Linked DNA regions of Rattus norvegicus: region 1 is linked to region 2. A link is a contact called in public Hi-C data. All regions are on one chromosome and are shown on one strand. Each heading gives the region's core, a stretch centred on a gene start, on an enhancer-like site or on the middle of the called end of the contact. The rest is flanking DNA. Distances are from core to core; before and after follow the strand shown.

Region 1 (3,632 bases), core at 881-3,380, 330 kb after region 2:
TCTGTGACTCCCACAAGCCATGAGAAGTGGCCACCTTAGAATTACAGCAAAGCCCCTGAGAGTCAGCAGGTACTAAATGGGTCCTGGGTCCTCAGGAGCTGAGCTTTCATTCTCCGAGCCTATCTTCTGGGTAGTGACTGAACTGGGCACATTGAGAATTGTCACAGGGTGGGTGAGGACCCTCACTTGGATCTGTATTGTTGTGGCAAATGTTCTCCCAGCCTAACACATTCGCAGACAACTCATCCGAGGCTCTTCCTACAGCAGATGAAATGCCAACAGGGTAAGTATCTATCTCGCTCCTCAAATGTCTTTAATGTATATCTTATTTGCTTGTTTGTAAAACTGAGTATTACAAGGACGGTTATGGGATACCAGGTCTAAAACTACCTTGCTGACAAGAAGTGTAATATTCATTTTATGGCCAAACAAAGGTAGGAATAACTTGGTTTTTGGAAAAACCTCTCGTCGTATTTATTATTTAGATTTAGTGACTGACTGGCTTAGCTGGACTGTCAACAGAGCCAAGGAAGAAATAGTAGTCCAAGTATTACATTTAGCAGCCTTTTATCCCGAAAGTTCCAAAAAGAAGCCTTTGAGGGCCACTGCAGAGAGCACACACAACAGTTTTTCAAAGTTTAATTTCGTGAGCTTACTTCACGGCAGCCATACAGCGAGCATGGAATCAAAGGCCCAAAGCACCAAATGTGTGCTTTTAGTGGAAAGCATGGTCAAGAACGTCTTTGAAAATAATTTTTTTCTCCAACTGTTTTTAGCTGCACCTATGGGGGGTTTTTTTTTGTAGCCTGATCTCCATGAGGTCAAGGGACTTTGAAACCCCGACCTTCTCTTAATGTACGCTCTGCTTTAAATGCCTTTCGATTGATTTTCCACATAGCTACTTTTCCAATGTAGCTACTAAATTCTCTGTCTCCTTCCTATTAGTCTAGTTTTTGTGGACAGAGGAAACGAGGTTTGAGAGGGTTTTGTTTTGTTTTGTTTTGTTTTTGCTTTGTTTTGTTTTTTTCTCTTACTAGTGTTGGTTTTAGTCACTTAAGACAAAGAGTTCATCCTCTCTGCTTGTGTCAAAACTCAGCAGAGGGCAAAACTACTTTCTCGAGGGCAATCATTTTAAGTAAAGTTTGATGTATTCACAAGTTTATTTTGAAGCTTGGGGAACTGATTTACCCGTAAAATTACAGAAGAGGCTGGGCAATCCAGCTCTAGGTGAAAGATGAGACCACCAAATTCAAGTTGAAAAGAACAGGCTCACTGCTTGAAACCACCTAGGCACTGAATCTGTTGAAATGTTTGAAGTTTCTCACTAAACGCCCAACCCCCAGTAGTGCCAGGGAGGAGGGAGCTTTCTCCAAGAAGCAGGGACAGTTATGTTACATTGGTGTCCCACTCCAAGAGCACTTGGTCTTAACTCCCATCCAGGGAGCAGTACCTGCCCGGCGGTCTGCAAACGCTTTTGAATGTGCTCCGCTGCCTAGTCTGTTCTCGCAAGAACGCAGGGAAAGAATCCCTTGGTCTCTCTCGCTCTCGAGTTGGAAAGCAAAGGCGACCGCACGCGGTCAAAAGTACAACAGCCCACTATATCTCCCAGCGATTGTCTTACCGGTACAAGAGTGCAGGGGCTTGGGTCGCACCACCAGCGATGGGCACACAGAGTAGAGGGAAAGTTTCTCAAAGTAGTCGCAGGTCTCCTTGGAGAGGATCTCATCGATCATGAAAGTCTTGTAGCGCCTCCTGGCTGCTTTGAGCTGGCCGGGTGAGCTCAGCCTCAGTTCCGCGTGGCAGTGCATGGTGAGCCGGGACCGGAGCCTGGAGACCTGAGCCCCGCTCCTCGGCAGCCAGAGGGGCGGCGGGGCCCGGGGAGGCGCGCGAAACAGAGAGGGCACAGGCGCGCCTGCTGCGTCTACACCCACCCGCCGAGCAGCATCTTTGACTACAGCCTTTTTGGGACACCGCAGCTGTCAATCAGCGCGCACTTCCTGCAGGGCCAGGTGCGGAGCGCGAGCCGAGGGGCGTCGGCTGCTACCCCGCCCCTGCGCGCCCGTGCGGCCGGGGTGCTGACCTGCGCACCCCGGGTCCGACCGCTCTTGCTCGCTGCCTCCCGCCGTCCCGAGAGTCGAGCGCTCGCCGGGCTGGCTCTCTATTTTAAGACACTCGCCTCGGTTCTCCTCTCGCCCTCCCCCAGCTTCAGGTGTGTGTACGGGGTGTGCGCGCGAGCTCGTGTGTGTGCACGCGCAGTACGTCCGGAGCGCACCGCCTTCTCGGGCGGCTCAGGAGTCGGGCCGCCAGTTTTCCAAGCAGCAACGCTCCTCACTGCCCAGCCTAGAGCCAGCTAAAGGGGGCACCGCTCCCGGCTCCCCGCAACCCTGTAGGCAGCTATGTCCACACCTCTGGCCACAAAGCAGTGGCATCTTCAAACAGAATCCCAAGGCTCCAGGCCCCAGAGCACGCGGTTCCGGACGACTACCGAGCCTCTCTTGTTCCCGCGTGGGCCATTTCCTAAAACCACGGCGTCCCCTCTCAATCGGCAGCTCCCAAGCACGCGCTGCACCCGTGCGCTCCCGGGATGGGACTTTTGCGCCAAGGTTGCAAGCTTGACTACCTCCCTAGGACCCCAAATTACAAATGAATTTAGCACACTCCGTTACCCCAATAATAAACTGGAGTAGTAATGTGATGTGTGTGTGTTTAAATTCTGTTCATACAATCGTTCGTTGTTGTTGTTGTTGTTTGTTTGTTTGTTTGTTTGTTTGCTAGAAAGGCAAAACAGCAGGATCGCCACCTGCCCGCGGCCCTTACACAGCCCAAATTCTGGCTTTTGCTAGCGCCCAATCCCGATTTTCATTCCTGGACATAACACACTTTAGCTATTTCGGGATGGTTTCTTCTTAGAGGCTTTCTTCTTTGCGTCCTAATCTCAGAATCAATGTCTGAACGAACTTTGTTCTCAACCACAATCCTTGCGTGAGGTCTGGCTCGCACCTAAATGCCTGGGACAGCTCTTGCGGTCAGTGACTCCCACCGCCGTGGGAATCGAACTCCCTGTGCGCTCCCAGCCCCCAAGACTATGCCCCTGAAGCGGTGTGCGTGAGCTGGAGAGAAAACGGACAGCGGGGATACAGAATTTGGGACACAGACAGCCGACGATGTTTCCTTGATGCTCGCACTGTGGGGCTGATCTGAGTCTCGGGAGTGTTCTGCGTGGCTGCGCACTCTGAGCACGGCTAGCCGCGGAAGCAATTCGGGACGCGCACCTGGGCTGGTGGTTAAACTCGCTAAGGAACAAACTTGCTGAACTAATGATTAAACACCTAAAGAAAATAGGCATTAACAGGCTGAATCATAGTTGAGCGTTTGCCGTGGCCAGCAGCTCATATTGACGATCTTTATTTCCCATGTGTCTGCTTCTGCCTGATTTCTCTTCCCTGCTTAACTCTTGGGGTCGCTTTTATTTCTTCTGTTCCAGCACAGGCGGGCCAGCACTGCAGCTAGATACCGTAGTGGCGGTGTGCTCCTTGCTTTTATCCCTGGACTCTGTGCCCTATCTGCAGAGGAGGATGGAAGGCCTAGGACCTGTCCCTGATCAGTCTGGGCGCTGCCATCGCTCGCCTCGA
Region 2 (3,450 bases), core at 624-3,123:
CATTTCCACAATATTAACTCTTCCAAGCTAGAAGCACGGAAGGCTTCCTGGTGTGTGATTTCCCATCTCAGTATCTTCACGTTTCCCCTGTGGAGGTGAACTCAGTGTTTTATTGAGAATGTTTGCCCCTGGGTTCACTGTATAAATGTCTTTGTTATATCTTTATCCACTTTGGCATCAGAGCAGAACTAGCTTCATAAAAAAGGTTTGGTATCCTTCCTTCTTCTTCTGTTTTGTGGTCTAATGTGACCATAGTAGAATTTAGAATTAATTCATCTGGGCCTGAAATATTTTAGTTGGAGCTTTCTTTTTTTCTCTCCTCCTCCCCCTCCTCCCCCCCTCCTCCTCCTCCCCATTCCTCCTCCTCCTCTTCCTTCTCCTTCTTGTTTTGAGGCAGGGTTTCTCTGTGTAGTCCCACCTGTCCTAGAACTCACACTGTAGACCAGGCTGGCCTCAAACTCACAGAGATCCACCTGTCTCTGCCTTCACGGTGCTGGGATTAAAGGCATGTGCCACTCTTACCCGGCTGAGTTTCTTTCTTCTTTTCAATTGAACATGTCCTTCTTTTCTGTTAGCTTCAAGGCTGCTTCTGTGTTCTTTAGAGCTTGTTGTTTAGTTGTCAGGGATTTTCTCAGCCTGTTTATATTATGGGAATGTTCTCTTTCTGCTCAAATTATGACATAGTTTTGCTGGGTAAAGTAGTTGTGACTGGCACCTGTCATCTTGCAGAACTTGAAATGTAGCACTCTTAGCCCCCTTGGGTTTTAAAGCATATGCCAAGAAACCGGATGGGTCTGTCTTTATATGTGAGTTGATGGTTTCTCTTGCAGCTTTCTATGTACTTTCTTTGTTTAACTATACTATGGGCCAGGGATGTTATTTTCTGGTCTTATTTCTTTGGTGTCCCATATTCTTTCTGTATCTGGATGGCCATCTTAAAACCTATATTTGGGGGCTGGAGAGATGGCTCAGTTGTTAAGAGTACCCGACTACTCTTCCAGAGATCCTGAGTTCAATTCCCAGCAACCACATGGTGCGCTCACAACCATCTGTAAAGAGATCCGATGCCCTCTTCTGGTGTGTCTGAAGACAGCTACAGTGTACTTATATATAATAAATGAATAAATCTTTAAAAAACCTATATTTGGACAATTATCTGCTATGATTTTGTTGAAAATGTTTTCTATGACATAATTCTCCACTTATGCCCATGGCTTACAGATTTGGTTTTTCATAATGTCCCATAGACCTTGAATGTTCCATTTGTACCTTTTTATTAATTTCTTATGAGAAAATGAGAGATTGAGAAAGAGAAGGGGGGAAGAATGGAGAAATGAGAGAGATGGGAGACAGAAAGGAAATATAGAGGAGAGATATTAAGAGGAGAGAGAGGGGTGGGAGGAGAGAGAGGGGTAGAAAGAGAAAGAGAGAGGAAAGAGAAGAAAGAAAGGGGAAAGGAAGGAGAGATGAGAAGACAGAAAGAGGAGAAGAGAGAGTGGTTGAGAGAGAGAGGAGAGATTGAGAGAGAGGGAGGAGAGGGGAGACAGAGGAAGAGAGTCCTCTTATTGAACAGAAAGCTCTCCATTTCAGCTAGACTGAGCAGCCCAAGCCTCTCAGGCAGATATAACTCAGTTCTGGACTCAGAGGCAGGTAAGTCTACATTCCTGCCCTTGTAGAGTTCTAGAAATCCAAACACAGGCTCTCATGCTTATACAGCAAGCACCTCACTCACGAAAACATGCCACACTCCCACACCCTGAATTAAAAAGAAAAGTTGTTTTTCTTTCAGCGGGAGTGGTTTGCTATGTTCAAGAGGGACTGGGTAGTGGTAGGGTTTAGGCATCCTCCTCCTCCTCTGCTAGCTCGATGTTTGGTACTACAGCCTACTCAGTACTCCTCTCACAGCAGAACACTTGCCAGGATCCCAGATGCCTATCATAGCCCTGGATGTTCCTTTGTGATATTGGATCATAAATGCTGGTCAGGGTGGTTCTTCACGAGCTGTGCTGCAAATGCTATTCCTGCCTGCAGGCTTTCCTTTGGGAGCCTTGATTATAGAAGCAGGTCTGGTCAGTGGGAGGTGCTCTCAGACCCAGTTGCCTATGCTGGTGGCCACACCCCTGGGAAATTCTTCAAAAGGAGTCCAGTTCTGAATCTCAGTCCAGCCCTTGTGAAATCCTTCCTAGTACCTGGTGTGCTGCTTGGAACCTGTGTTTATGTCCCCTGCAGATTCCGGTTTTGATTACATTTCCACGTCTCTGAATACTGCACATTCTGATGCAGTTTCATCCCTATAGTCTAGTGGTGTAATGTTAGCCAGATTTCAGAATACGGACCTACTGCAGTCTGAATTTCCCAACAGTGCGGTTCATACTTGGGAAGGTTCTTATGTCACGGAGCCAGCAAATCGGCAGCTTTGCAGTTGCTGTTTGCTTCTTGAGGCAGAGTCCCCTTCTATAGCCCTGGCTGGCCTGGAACTTGCTATGTAGATTGCTGGCTTTGAACTCATACAGAGATCTGCCTCAGCCGGCATCTTTATGAAGTTGCTACAATCAAAGCTGAGCAGAGTCGTGCACGTCTTTAATCCCAGCACTGAGATTAAAGGCAGATCTCTGTGAGTTCGAGGCCAGCCTGGTCTACAAATCAAGTCCAGGACAGCCAGGACTCTGTTACACAGAAAATCCCAGTAGCCCAAACCCAACCCAACCCAACCCAACCCAACCCAACCCAACCCAACCCAACCCAAACCAAAACAAAACAAATGGAAAAATGTTCCTATGTCTAATTCGTTAAGGCATCTCCACACTGATAGTGACTTATGGGAGCCAGGTGTTATCTCACTATGATTTACACAACTCTGATGATTGATGATGTTGAACGTTTTTTTCCACATATCTGTTTGCCATCTGTATGCCTTCTTTTGAGAAACATCTATTTATGATCTACTTTGTTATACTATCAGACTGTATCTGTCTGTCTATCCATCCATCGATCCATCTATCATCACTCTATCTATCTGTCATTTCTTTTTCTTTTTGCTCACATGACAGATATTTTATTAAGTTTCTTCTACACAGGACAATAAGATCAAATTGTTTAGCAGAAAATGTTCAATTGACAGGACAAATGGGGGGGGGTTGGGGATTTAGCTCAGTGGTAGAGCGCTTGCCTAGCAAGCGCAAGGCCCTGGGTTCAGTCCTCAGCTCCAGGGGAAAAAAAAGAGAGAGGCCAAATGGATCCAAGGAAGATGAAAATTAAATACTTAAATTAATCAAAAGGCACTACGACACCACCTAAAACCCACCACTCAGAGGCTAAGGAAGATTGTGCTGTTACCTGATGTGAATGTTAGCAGTTACATAGCAAGAAGCAAGTCTGTCTTACAGAAGATTTTGTTACAATGATCACCAAGTCCAAGTTATTTGACCAGGAAAAGAGAAGACGGCTGAA

The links. Hi-C and Micro-C count contacts between places; a contact is called where the count stands out from the background.
Region 1: a contact with region 2 is called in a Hi-C map of prefrontal cortex, with 4 times the contacts expected there. The contact joins the promoter of Barx2 here to the enhancer-like site in region 2. A contact is called at or near these places in 12 of 12 Hi-C or Micro-C datasets (the A7r5 cell line, the Rat2 cell line, Schwann cells and 7 more) and 1 of 1 datasets of contacts at active chromatin or transcription factors (oligodendrocytes).

Annotation. Positions count from the first base shown.
Region 1 is chr8:38,574,848-38,578,479 of GRCr8, forward strand. Barx2 (BARX homeobox 2) reads right to left here and starts at 2,131. Exons shown (of 4, transcript NM_001427453.1): 1 at 1,622-2,131. The coding sequence starts at 1,808.
Region 2 is chr8:38,244,173-38,247,622 of GRCr8, forward strand. No RefSeq gene overlaps it. Among named protein-coding and RNA genes, the nearest start is that of Tmem45b, 77 kb to the left of the region's middle. Within about 2 kb of position 1,874, at least 7 of the 93 cell types and tissues checked have an H3K27ac peak or open chromatin away from gene starts, as enhancers often do. A contact at or near this core is called in prefrontal cortex, where this site is marked.